Regions from separate parts of the Mus musculus genome. Here region 1 is linked to region 2. Evidence: chromatin contacts called from public HiChIP or PLAC-seq data. All regions are on one chromosome and are shown on one strand. Each heading gives the region's core, a stretch centred on a gene start, on an enhancer-like site or on the middle of the called end of the contact. The rest is flanking DNA. Distances are from core to core; before and after follow the strand shown.

Evidence for each region. HiChIP or PLAC-seq counts read pairs in DNA pulled down with a chosen protein or histone mark.
Region 1: an H3K27ac HiChIP or PLAC-seq map of embryonic stem cells shows a contact between it and region 2, with 6 read pairs. The contact joins two enhancer-like sites. A contact is called at or near these places in 2 of 484 Hi-C or Micro-C datasets (CD4 T cells and the G1E-ER4 cell line), 3 of 115 datasets of contacts at active chromatin or transcription factors (embryonic stem cells and regulatory T cells) and 3 of 9 other capture datasets (adipose tissue, embryonic stem cells and liver).

What each region holds. Positions count from the first base shown.
Region 1 is chr1:37,040,185-37,046,219 of GRCm38.p6, reverse strand. Vwa3b (von Willebrand factor A domain containing 3B) reads right to left here. Exons shown (of 28, transcript NM_001370828.1): 3 at 3,831-3,925; 4 at 1,012-1,262. Gm39626 (a long non-coding RNA gene) reads left to right here. Exons shown (of 3, transcript XR_865352.2): 2 at 3,164-3,347; 3 at 3,486-3,653. Among named protein-coding and RNA genes, the nearest start is that of Gm39626, 3.1 kb to the left of the region's middle. Within about 2 kb of position 3,244, at least 26 of the 459 cell types and tissues checked have an H3K27ac peak or open chromatin away from gene starts, as enhancers often do. A contact at or near this core is called in embryonic stem cells, where this site is marked.
Region 2 is chr1:36,829,360-36,835,260 of GRCm38.p6, reverse strand. Tmem131 (transmembrane protein 131) reads left to right here. Exons shown (of 41, transcript NM_018872.2): 9 at 349-499; 10 at 589-645; 11 at 1,704-1,765; 12 at 5,587-5,695. Among named protein-coding and RNA genes, the nearest start is that of Zap70, 71 kb to the right of the region's middle. Within about 2 kb of position 4,065, at least 82 of the 459 cell types and tissues checked have an H3K27ac peak or open chromatin away from gene starts, as enhancers often do. A contact at or near this core is called in embryonic stem cells, where this site is marked.

The DNA of each region.
Region 1 (6,035 bases), core at 1,995-4,494, 210 kb before region 2:
TGTCATTTCAGCTATCCTTCCTGGGTCAAAAATAGTACTGTTTTGGTTCAGCCAATTGTGTTTTAAAATCCTGAGAACATTTGTTTAAACTGTTTATTTTAGAAATGACTGAAGGGCACCCTTGCCTCAAAAAAGAGGAACCATCCGAATCTAGTGTGTTTACAGTGTCAACCAAATTGGCTTGACTGTTGCTAATGCTCCGTCTGATGCCACAGGGATTGCTGGCTCGGACGTGTGTCCCTTGGTGGGGCCTCTTTGGATAGAGGGGTCTGACTGAGTGGCACATATGCTACAGTAAACAATCCAAGAAAGCAAAGGCTTTGTGTGCATCAAAACCTGGTGCCTTCAGTAACTTGTCTCTGTCAACCCCACCCACAAAGGTGTCCCCTATTTAGATAAAAGTGCATTATTTGGTTGAGAAAAACTCAATTAGGTGCACTTCCCTCCACCCGCTCATCCAGATGTTTCCCGTCAAGGAGGCTCAACCCCTATGTGGCTGAGAAGTCAGCACTGAAACCCACATTCCTGTGGTGCCAGGAATCCATAAATAATCAATCATAAAACTCTACATGAAATTCTAGAACGGTAACCACCTGTTGTTCTGATTAAAGGGTTTAAACTCATGGGAGAGGTCAGCGTGTGTCACAAACTCAGTCTGGCAAAGACAGCAAAAGTGTGGCCTTTAATCTCAACATCCAAACTAAAACGAGACTTCCAGCTTCAACACACACACATATACACAAATAACACAGTTATTCATATTCTCGTTTTTGACCTGCCAGTAGATTGAAGAAAAGTTAAGTTTCTAAATCTCTCTTAACATGAAACCTGAGGTGTCCTGAGAAGTGCATATAAAAGTTCCCTGAGATGAATAATAAATGCATCGTGGGTTTTCTGCTGAAATTATACATCCTATGGAATTATGATAATCCTCCTCCCTCGCCATCAGCCTAACTGTGTTAACTCGGAAGATGTGATCCGCAGAGACAAATATTTTCACTGGGAACTCACCATATCATGTTGAACCTGGTGATGAGAGCCACCTGCTCCTGGAGGACCATTTTCAAAGCATCCCGACACAGATTGAGCTCCTCCATCAGAACGTCACCGAAGTCCAGCACTATGGTGACTCTCTGTTCCAAGATAACACCAAAAATCTGCCGGCTTCCGCTGGTGAGCCAGTCCATCCGCTGCTTGTAGCTCTCCACGGCTTGTGTTAAGTAATCCACAAACTGGCAGATCAGCTCTGTCTTTGCTGTCAGCTGAATGAAAATAAGGATGAAAAGTTAAAAAGAATGAAACAGTAGCAAAATAGGCAGTTGGGGCCTCAGTTCCGGTGATACAGCTGGAGCCACGAACTAGAAAGTGTTCCATAGGTGCCCTTCAAACACCACAGGAACCGGGAAAGAGATTTCAGCCTCTCAGAAAGATAATGAGATTTCTTCAAACTGCAGCACTCAAAATAAAATAAAATAAAATAAAATAAAATAAAATAGTGTCTAGGTTATATCTTATAATATATACAGAACACCAGAAAATGACCAGGGGCACTTTTAAGAAATTGAGTAAAAGAAAGAAAAACTAGCCAAGACAGATTTATTTTTTAAAGTCCCACTGAAAAGTTTTCCTATGTAAGAAGACACTACAAATTATTTCTTCAAAGGTCTCCAGTTCCTTGCAAGGACAGCAGCTCAGGCTCATCCTAGTGACTGTAACTTTTGTCACTCTGCCCTCTCTCCTATGCCAACCTCCCCTGTGCCTGGGTCACCCAGTTACTCATAGCCGCCACTGATACTTTTGGGGACATTCCTAAAGGTGACAAAGACTTGTGGGCAACTTCTTGTTATGTACACATCCTTTAAGCACACCTGGCACAATCGAAAGGCCTTTTAGAATGCAAAGAGGTAGACAGCAGACAAGAAGAACGAAAAGGCCGTGCGTCTATATTCTTGTCTACTCCTCAAAGGCCAGCACCATTTCTCTGCAGCATCGTGGCGCCAGGGATGGAACCTGGGACTTTGCGCATGCTCAACAAGTGCTTGTCCACTGAGCCATGCCCCAGCCCCTGCCATACCTCATGGCTTCTCTGAAGACCTCAGCTTTCAGGGCCCTTGGCATGAAACTGTGTTGTGCGGCTTTTTCCCAATGATGCAATTGCCATTGAGTCCCTTGTACCCTTTTGAGTAAACCCTATAAACTCTGGTTCCGTGGGCTAGATTCAACGGACCCTTTCTGGGGTTAAGCAGGTGGTTGTTCCCATTCCTGTAGACCTAGGAAAAGTCACAGAAAGATCTCAGGGGGTGTGGCGGTGGGTTTATGTGGGCAAAGACACCTCTGCTCTGTGGTGATTTTAATGTGGACCAGTTTAAAACAGTTCTAGTTCACCAAACCCAGAGGTCCAATTTTAAATTATTAAAAACAGTCGGCCCTCTCTATCCACAGGGCCTATATTCTCAAATTCAACCAACCTAGGGTAGAAAATATCTAAAAATGAACTGCATGGATACTGACTATGAACAGGTTATTTATTGTTATTATTTCCTATCCAATATGATATAAGATGTATTCACACAGCATTTATACTGTGTTGGGTATTATAAATCATCTAGCGATAACATATAGAATTGAATGGGTTTTAATGCAAATGCTGTGTTCTGCCAAGTATCTGTTGAGGATTGTGATGGATACTAGTTGTCTACTTGACCACTTCTGAAATCAGCTGAAAACAAGTCCCTTAGCATTCCTGTGAGGGATTTTCTTGATTGGATCCTTTGAGATGGGAAGACCCGCCCTAAATCTGGGCCACACCTTCTGGAGGCAGCCCACATGAATGGACATAAAGAAGGAAGCTTTTTCTTTTTGCTTGCTTGCCCTCACTCTCACTGGCAAGTTCATTACCCTGTTGCTGAGGCATTCCTTTGCTGGTGTTAGCGCCTACTCCTTCAGGGGTACAATGTAGGCTGAAGACCAGCATCCTCTAGGAATCCTCCGATACTCTAGCACCAGACCTGGGCACCCAGTCTCCTGGGCTGAACTACTAGGAATTCTTGGCCTTTCCAACGGGAGGTAGTCATTGTTGGGCTAGCTGAAGCACAGTTTGTGAGCCACTGTAATAAATCCCCTTTCAATAGATATGTTCTTTCTACTAATCCTCTTTCTTTAGACAATCTTGACTAACACAGGGCTCCTGGGAGCGCCTCCTACAGATTCCAAGGAAATAATAGTCCCAGTGGCTCTCAGAGGTGTGTCTCCAACAAGACTTCAGACTTCAGTTGTGGGTCCTAGCCTGACGTGAGTGAGCTCTCCGCCTGCCAGCGCTGGCCCCTCGTCCAATCTGGCTCCGGCAGGTAAGAACAGCCTCCATTTGTCTCTTGGGTGACTCTGGAGATTACTCTCATACTGACTTTTTTTCACCGTCATTTTCAAAATACAGTACATAAAGGGTTTTCTTCTGAGCGAGAGCTCTCGGTACTCTTCTCTTTCAGGCTCTGGGCTTCCTTCCCCAGCTGCTCAATAACTTCATCGTTAAGCCACTGCCCAAAGAAAACAGGAAATGGGAATCCCTCTGGCCCCTGGGATCTTTTGTTGTTTCTTGGTGGAGGGTTTGTTTGTTTATTTGTTTCTTTTTCTTTTTCAAGACAGGGTTTCTCTTTGTAGCCTTAGCTGTCCTGGAACTTACTCTGTACACCAAGCTGGCCTCGAACTTAGAGATTCCCCTGCCTCTGCCTCCTGAGTGCTGGAATTAAAGGCGTGTATCTCCACCACTTAGCCCCTGAGATCTTAATGTGGCCGCAGCCTCTTTCCGTGGGACTGAGGGACCTGTGACTCACGTTGTATAGTCTGCCATCTTCTGCTGTGTAGATCTGTGGGAACAGGCCATCAGCATACCGAGAAGCCACGAGTCTCCTCAAAGAAGTCACATAATCTGTATTTGTATAAAGACAATCAAAACGGCGTATCAGCAAAGACTCTCTTGTTTTTAAACATTTTCCTCAATAATTTGTAATGCTTTGTATTCTGTCCTAAGTCATAAGGTCTCTCAGGAACTATGATAAACATAAGTGCTTATGACATGCAGAAGTCTTGGAAATCATGTGGGGTGGGGTGGAGTTCATTTCCTGCTTCTTTTAGCTAGAACAATTGAGGCAAAGTTCAAAATCACAGCATGAAAACCGTGCTGCCAGGTGGTGGTGGCACACGCCTTTAATCCAGCACTTGGGAGGCAGAGGCCGGTGGGTTTCTGAGTTCGAGGCTAGCCTGGTCTACAAAGTAGGTTCCAGGACAGCCAGGGCTATACAGAGAAACCCTGTCTCGAAAAAATAAAATAAAATAATAATAAATAAATAAATAAGCAAATAAATAAATAAATAAATAAATAAAAACCGTGCTTAACACCTCGAGTCTTACTGAAGGTTTGGACTTAATTTACATAACTTGGGGGGAAAAAATGGGCACGCATGTTAGTCACCATTTTAATCCCAATACCTGGGAAGTAGAAGCAGGAGGATGAGGAGTTCAAAGCCAGCCTGGGTTAAATGCATATGAGGTCATCTCAATAAACCAAAAATATGGGCGTCCACACGCACACACGTAAGCACACCTGACCGACCCCACACGAGCATGAACACTACACATGCACACCACACCACACACATACAAATCAAAGTTTCAAGAGGAAATGTTGTTCTTGTTTTTTAATTAGCCAAGCATAATGAATAAGTATAAAAATTCAACTTAGGGACTACCTACTGCTCAGGTGAAATGAACTGAGTGCGTAATCGATCCAGAGGACCCAAGCATGACGTCAGCGTGACGTCAGCATCACAAGATTTGGCCCGGGCTTGAGAGGGGTAGGTTTGTGGACACTCAGCAGCCAGCTGAAATGCACACTAGGTTCTCTGTCACAGGACTACTGGATTGTTTGCTCAGCTGTGCAAACATTTAGGTACATAGTCTACCTGGCACCCTCTGTGTGTCAGGGCCAATCCAAACTGGACAGGAATACAGCATTCCCTAAGTGCATGTCCAGCCCTTCATGGATCTGTCAGAGACCACAGAGCCTCTGAGGATGAGCTGTGATGGTGGAAGAAGACGAGGTAAGACTTCTCAGAGACATCTTTAGAATGATGACGACATCATTCAAGTTAAGGGATAATTTGGAAAAGTTCTTAATTTTGAACAGGGAGGAAACTAAATAAAGAGCTTAAACTTAGGGATTTCTGTCTTTCCTTTCCTCTTCTCTGTCCTTTCTTTCCTAGGTAAAAGGAAGGGGACTGAAGGGACAAAGGGGGATGGAGCAAAATTATAAGAAATTAGGGAGCTGGAGAGATGGCTCAGCAGTTAAGAGTACTGATTGTTCTTCCAGGGTCCTGAGTTCCCAGCAACCACATGGTGGCTCACAACCACCCGCAATGAGATCTGATGCCCTCTTCTGGTGTGTCTGAAGACAGCTACAGTGTTCTCATATAAAATAAACAAACAAATACATTTTTTAAAAGAAATTAGATATATGGAATGGATTGCTAAGCAAATCAATACAAAGCATTGTGGAGCCATAATCTTACATTGGTAGAAATCTTTATAATTGGTGCAAAATTGAAGTTATCATTTCTTACATTGGTACAGAATTTTTATATTGATACAGATTTAATGTGTGCATTGGTGTAAATTTTTATATTAATATAAAATTTGAAATTAATATTGTTACTCTTGAATAGGCATTGTGAATTTAAGAATACAAAGCTTAGACCCAGTCCTTCTGATAGCTGCTATTATAAACTGTTTAGGATGATTAAGTAACACAAATTAAGCACCAGATAGTAAACTCATGGTTACATTAGATTCTGATTTGATTATAGTAAGGTGCTTTCAATATTATTCAATTAGAAATAGCTAAGAAATAGCACCTTACACAATAATAGTGGGAGACTTCAACACCTCACTCTCATCAATGGACAGATCATGGAAACACAAACTAAACAGAGACACATTGAAACTAACAGAAATTATGGACCAAATGGATTTAACAGATATCT
Region 2 (5,901 bases), core at 2,816-5,315:
ACTAAAACAAAACAACCAACTGATTTTCTAGACCAGTTAGGCTTTTAAGAGGTTTTTTGCAGCTTATGGTTGTTTTCAGACCGTTGGCTTGATTTACTTGTCTTGACACAGCATCCATCACCCATTCTAAAAAAGCTCATTTGTTTTTGTGTTGAAACGTTCTCTGAGCTTAGAGGTTTTATGTGCTGCAGTCATCAAAGCATATGTTTAATTGGTGATGTACTATTTTTTTTCTTGATAGGTGTATAAAATAGCAGTGCACCTTCACTCTGTGTCATCTAATTGAATAAACAAGGTATTTGTACAGCATTGCAGGCACTTGCTACATTATAGTCTGTTTACTCACAGGAAATCCCTCCTTATGAAACCAAGGGAGTGATGAGAGCCAGCTTTTCCTCCAGAGAAGCAGACAATCACACAGCCTTCATCCGGATAAAGACGAATGCATCAGACAGCACCGAGTTCATCATTCTCCCGGTTGAGGTTGAAGTTACAACAGGTCAGTGAGAGCTGACTGAGTGCAGGTTTGTTCAGCACGCCCTGCCCTGGCTGAGAGAGTGATCATTGTGCACTGTTCTTTTCTCCCAGCTCCTGGAATCTATTCCTCAACTGAAATGTTAGATTTTGGAACACTTAGAACACAAGGTAAAGTAGCAAAAGCCTTTCTGGGTCTGACTTAGTTACTTTTTTGTTGCTGTGAAGAGACACCATGGCCAAGGCAACTTATAAAAGAAAGCATTTAATTTGGGGGCAGGGGGAGTTGCTTAGAATTCTAACGGTTAATCCATGACCATCGTCATGGGAGCATGGCAGCAGGCAGACAGGCATGGTGCTTGAGGAGTAGCCAGGAGCACACGTGTTACCTGCTAGTTGGAGGCCAGGAGAGCCCACCCTGACAACATGGCCACACCTCCTAATCCTTCAGAATAGCTCTACCTCTGGGGACATTCAAATGTCTGAGCCTGTGGGGGCCATTCTCATTCAGACCAGCATGAGCCGTAAAGTAATCCACTTGGGATTCAGTTCTGATGGCTCTGCTTGTAATTCAACTTGAAAGCCATTTCTCAGTGGGTCCTGTGATTTTTGTAGAAAGTGTTTTTTCGAAACCTCCTCCCCGGTGAGAAAATAGGGTGAGGTAACTTGAATCTTCAGGTAGAAAACGGAGTCAGAAAATAGTTTCTTTTTTTAAAAGATTTATTATTATAAATAAGTATGTATTTGAGTACACTGTAGCTGTCTTCAGATGCGCCAGAAGAGGGCATCAGATCTCATTATGGGTGGTTGTGAGCCACCATGTGGTTGCTGGGATTTGAACTCAGGACCTTTGGAAGAGCAGTCAGTGCTCTTACCCATTGAGCCATCTCATCAGCCCCCAGAAAATAGTTTCTTAATCTAGTTCCTCACACATTCAATGTAATAAATATTTTTATTTATCTTAGTGATCAAAGAAAGAATTCTAATTTTAAAATTATAAACAACCAAGCTAAGATGATGATGATGATGATTAAGGAAAAAGTACAAAATTTGAGATTGATTTTGTAATTTGTAATTAAGACTTACTTGTCCAGGATTAAAGGCCATATTTTTGAAATTTAATTTGCTTTTACTATACTAATTTTGCATTGTATTTGATGAGGTAAAGATTCTAATTTGCTGTGAAGCACACCTTTTAAAGAAACACTTCTTTTCTTCCATTTCAACAGATCTACCAAAGGTTTTAAATCTTCATTTACTAAATTCAGGAACAAAGGATGTACCAATAACAGTAAGTTTTTGAGTGTCGGCGCACACACACACACACACATACTCACACTGTGTGTGCATACACGTGCACATGCGTTTGTGTGATTTAACAGCAGGGTTAAGTCCTTGCTCTGTATTGTGGTGACCTGTAGACTCTTGGTTGTATGTAGGATATGAGAATCCTGGTCTTCATTCATCTACTCGTTCATTTAATAACTGTCAGCATCAGCTGTGCACTAGACTGCATCCTGAAGGTGGAGCTGTGGCTCAGACTGCCCAAGTCCCCCTTACCGTTGAGCTCACTTTGAACCCAGACTTCTTTGGGTCCATCTAAGTGTGGTAAGGAAAGGATCAGCCGACTTACACATTGTAGACAAACGCTGTGCCTACTTTGGCACAAGCGTAAAAGATGAGAGAGACCAGCCAGTGCTGTCATGGTGCTCAGTCGGGGAGGTCACATGGGCGTAGATCTCTCTCTTACATTCACTGAAAACTGAGTTTTCTGAGAACCAAGCTTTGCTTTGTCGTGCTTTCTGTTTATTTCAGCATTTCTTTCACATAGTATAACAAGATTAGAGCCTGGTGTGTCTTTAGAGAAGTCATTTTCCTCCAGTTAGGCTGTGCTGAATGTTAATGTGTATTTTATTCATTTCTCTTCCAAGATCTATTCTCTCTTTAAACACTGTGGTCCTTCCCAGTGTGTGATAGCAATTCAGGGAGCTCCAGATGTGATCCCCTGACCATGCACAGAAGGCCCACATTCAGGCCCTCCTGTCTGTCATGTAACTGAGAAAACAGCCTTCCTGATATCATGACACCCATGTGCCTCAGATATCTTCAAAGGGAGGCTTGCATGAGCTTCCTTGGTAGTTGATGAGTGGGAGCCATTTGTATCAGCTTGACATTTGCTCTAGTGAATGTATACACAAAATATCCAGTTGCTATGTACTAGCCGGTTTCCCCTCGCTTGTTGGCATGCTCTGACTGCTCAATATGTCTTGGAATCTTTTTTTTAAAAAAAGACAAAAAACCAAGGTCTCACACGTGGCTCTGAACTCACAGAGATCTACCTCAGCTTCCTAGGTACTGGGATTATAGGCATGCACACCACACCTGACATAATTACTGAGTGCTAGTTTGACCTGAATATCATGAGAAAAGACTAAACATGTATTAAGAATAGATGCAAGCATCAGATCCCATTACAGATGTTTTGATCCTCCAGGTGGTTGCTGGGAATTGAACTCAGAACCTCTGGAAGATCATCAGTCAGTGCTCTTAACCACTGAGCCATCTCTCCAGCCCTGCTTTCCCATTTCTTAAGTCATCTTTGAATTAGCAGTAGTTAGTAACTAGTACTAAAGTGGCTAGTATAAATAAGTTCATTACAAGGCAATGATTTTGAATAATTTTTTCATCTTAAGTTACCTGAATGAACTTTAAGTATTTTATTGTGATTTTTGTTTGTTATTTATTTATTTGTTATTTCCTTAGACAAATGAGTTTTACCTGATGATTCAGGTTTATTTTTAAGAGTGCACAGTTCAGACTCCTTGTGTAAAGTGGCTCACCAACTTTACATTTGTTCACTATTAGTGCAGTATGTTTTGCAGTGATAACTCTGAATGTAAATTCTCTCTCTCATTTGGCAATGCTTAAAGTATTGCATTTGAAGTGAAAGAATCATTTTTTTTCAACATGTATTTTAAGATCTTCCTGCTTATAACAACTGTATCTCAGCAAAAAAACATGACTTGTTCTTTCTGGTACGGTTTTGCAAGGCTGCTACCACAGAGAGCATGCTACGGTGTGGCCCCTCAGGAACCGCTGCAGCAAGGGAGCATGTCTGGACATGGCCGTGCTTCCATTGTTGCTGTCTCACAAGGTAGACAGTGAAGGAAAGCCCTCTGAGGCCTCAGCTCACAAGGCCAGCTCTCTAGCTCCGCAGACAGATCATACCCTAGAGAAATTCTCACAGGTGGGGAAGTGAGCCTGAGTGTGGCCACGAGCAGCTGGGGCTCCAGCTGCACTCCTGCTGCCTGCCTGCCTGCCACGTGTGCTCCGTGGCTTCCCTTGCTCGGGTGGTAAAATCGTGCAATAAAAGCAAAAGAAACTTCCTTCCATTTGCAGCTTAGCTCACAGTTCTAGCTGTTCTTTGTTTACTCTCAAAATGCTTACATATGCTTGAGGGGATGGAGAGGTCTGTGTTTTAGACGGTTGCTACTAACAGTAAGCTTATTGATAAGTAAGGAATTGCTGTGAGCAGATCTTCTGGTTCCCAGCCCAGTCTTCAGCGCACAGTGAAGCAGATGAGAAGCTCATGCTGGGAGAGCAGAGGTGCAAGGATTCCAGCAGTGCTTCTGCGGGAGGGAGGGAGCAGTCCTTAGGGTGCCCCAGCCTGTGAGGTCTTGCTAGCCCCCAGGGCTAATGGCAGTGCGTGGGAGAGTGAGCTGCCCTGGCAGGCCCTGGAGTTACTCTAATCTTCTTAAGTCCCTGCCATAGCAAGCACCAGGCTGCAGGCCAGTGTCCTTTTTCATATTCTTCTCACTTCTGTTGTGGCTTCAAGGGACTCACATTTGATGCTCAGACTGGGAAGAGTTCTCCTTTATAAGGATCAGCCTCGACTGGGGAGGAATCTAGTGCCCTGCCGGCCGTGAAGCAGGCATGAGCTTCACAGGTGGAGGATTGTCCTGGGGGGAGGGGGGGGGATAAGTGGGCTTTGATGTCAAGTTCACACAGCCCCAATGATTTGATACTTAGAATTAAGGTTACTGTGCAATTTGTATACCAGGATGTCAGACAAGTGGCCCTGTACCGAGTCAGGAGCCTGGCTTCAGTCCTCTCGGTACCCGACTGTTGAAACATTGCGTTATACTCTGAGGCTTTCTTTCTTTTTTTTTTTTTTAGATTTGCTTATTTATTTATTTATTTATTTATTTATTTATTTATTTATTTATTATATGTAAGTACCCTGTAGCTGTCCTCAGACACTCCAGAAGAGGGAGTCAGATCTCGTTATGGATGGTTGTGAGCCACCATGTGGTTGCTGGGATTTGAACTCCTGACCTTCGGAAGAACAGTCGGGTGCTCTTACCCACTGAGCCATCTCACCAGCCCGAGGCTCTCTTTATTAGAACAGTGCGGATAGAATTGATATCTTTGAATTCTTTCAGTTAAAATGATTTGTATCATTGAGGATAATTTAAAAAAATAAACCTTATAAAGTGTTCAATTTAAATATATACTAAAAATACACCATTTAGTGGGGTGTTTGTTTATTTGTTTGTTTGTCTTAACTTTAAGTTTGTGTAGATAGACCTGATTTCCTAAGTTGTAAGCATCCGAGCCTCACTTCCAAGTTCAGTGCCTCTGTAGTGAGCCTCAGTCCCTAGTGCTCACTAGAGTGCAGCCTTACCCTTTGACAGTGGACCGTGCTTACCCTGCCAAGCTGGGGAGAAACACTGCAGAGGCCACATGGGGTCACAGTGCCCTGAGGTGTGCTCACTCTTCCTACTAGGACACAGTTTCAGGGCACCTTTGTGTGTGGCTTTCTTCAAGATGGATGAGTCTTGAGATATCTTCTTGTCCTCTTATCTTAGAAAGTAGGCTTTCATGTAGAGAAGGAGACCTTTAGGTTTCCCATGTGTGAGTTCGTCCTGAGGTGTCATACTTAGTCATCTCATACTTTGCCATCACTGCATTTCATACAGTGTTCTTGTGAAAGTCGGGCTTTGCTCTTGTCTTATTTCACTTACAGCTACTAGTATTACGCCTTACGTTTGTGTATGCTTTTCTTTCTACCTAAACTACTAGACTAAAATAACAGGTTTGTTTTCTTCGCAGAGTGTTCGACCAACACCACAAAATGACGCTATCACGGTACATTTTAAACCAGTTACGTTAAAAGCTTCTGAAAGTAAATATACCAAGGTTGCCAGCATTAGTTTTGATGGTAAATATTCATTTTTTTCTCCTAGAGTGGTTATTATTTTGACAAACTAGAAAGCTCCTATGTTGATGAGTTAATATAGAAATCCAGACTATTTTAATACTACTGCCTCAATTGATTTTCCCCTATGAAGATTCATCATTAACTTACTTTATTAATTCATAATATAACTCCACAAACCTAAAACAGTATGTACAATCAGGAAACCT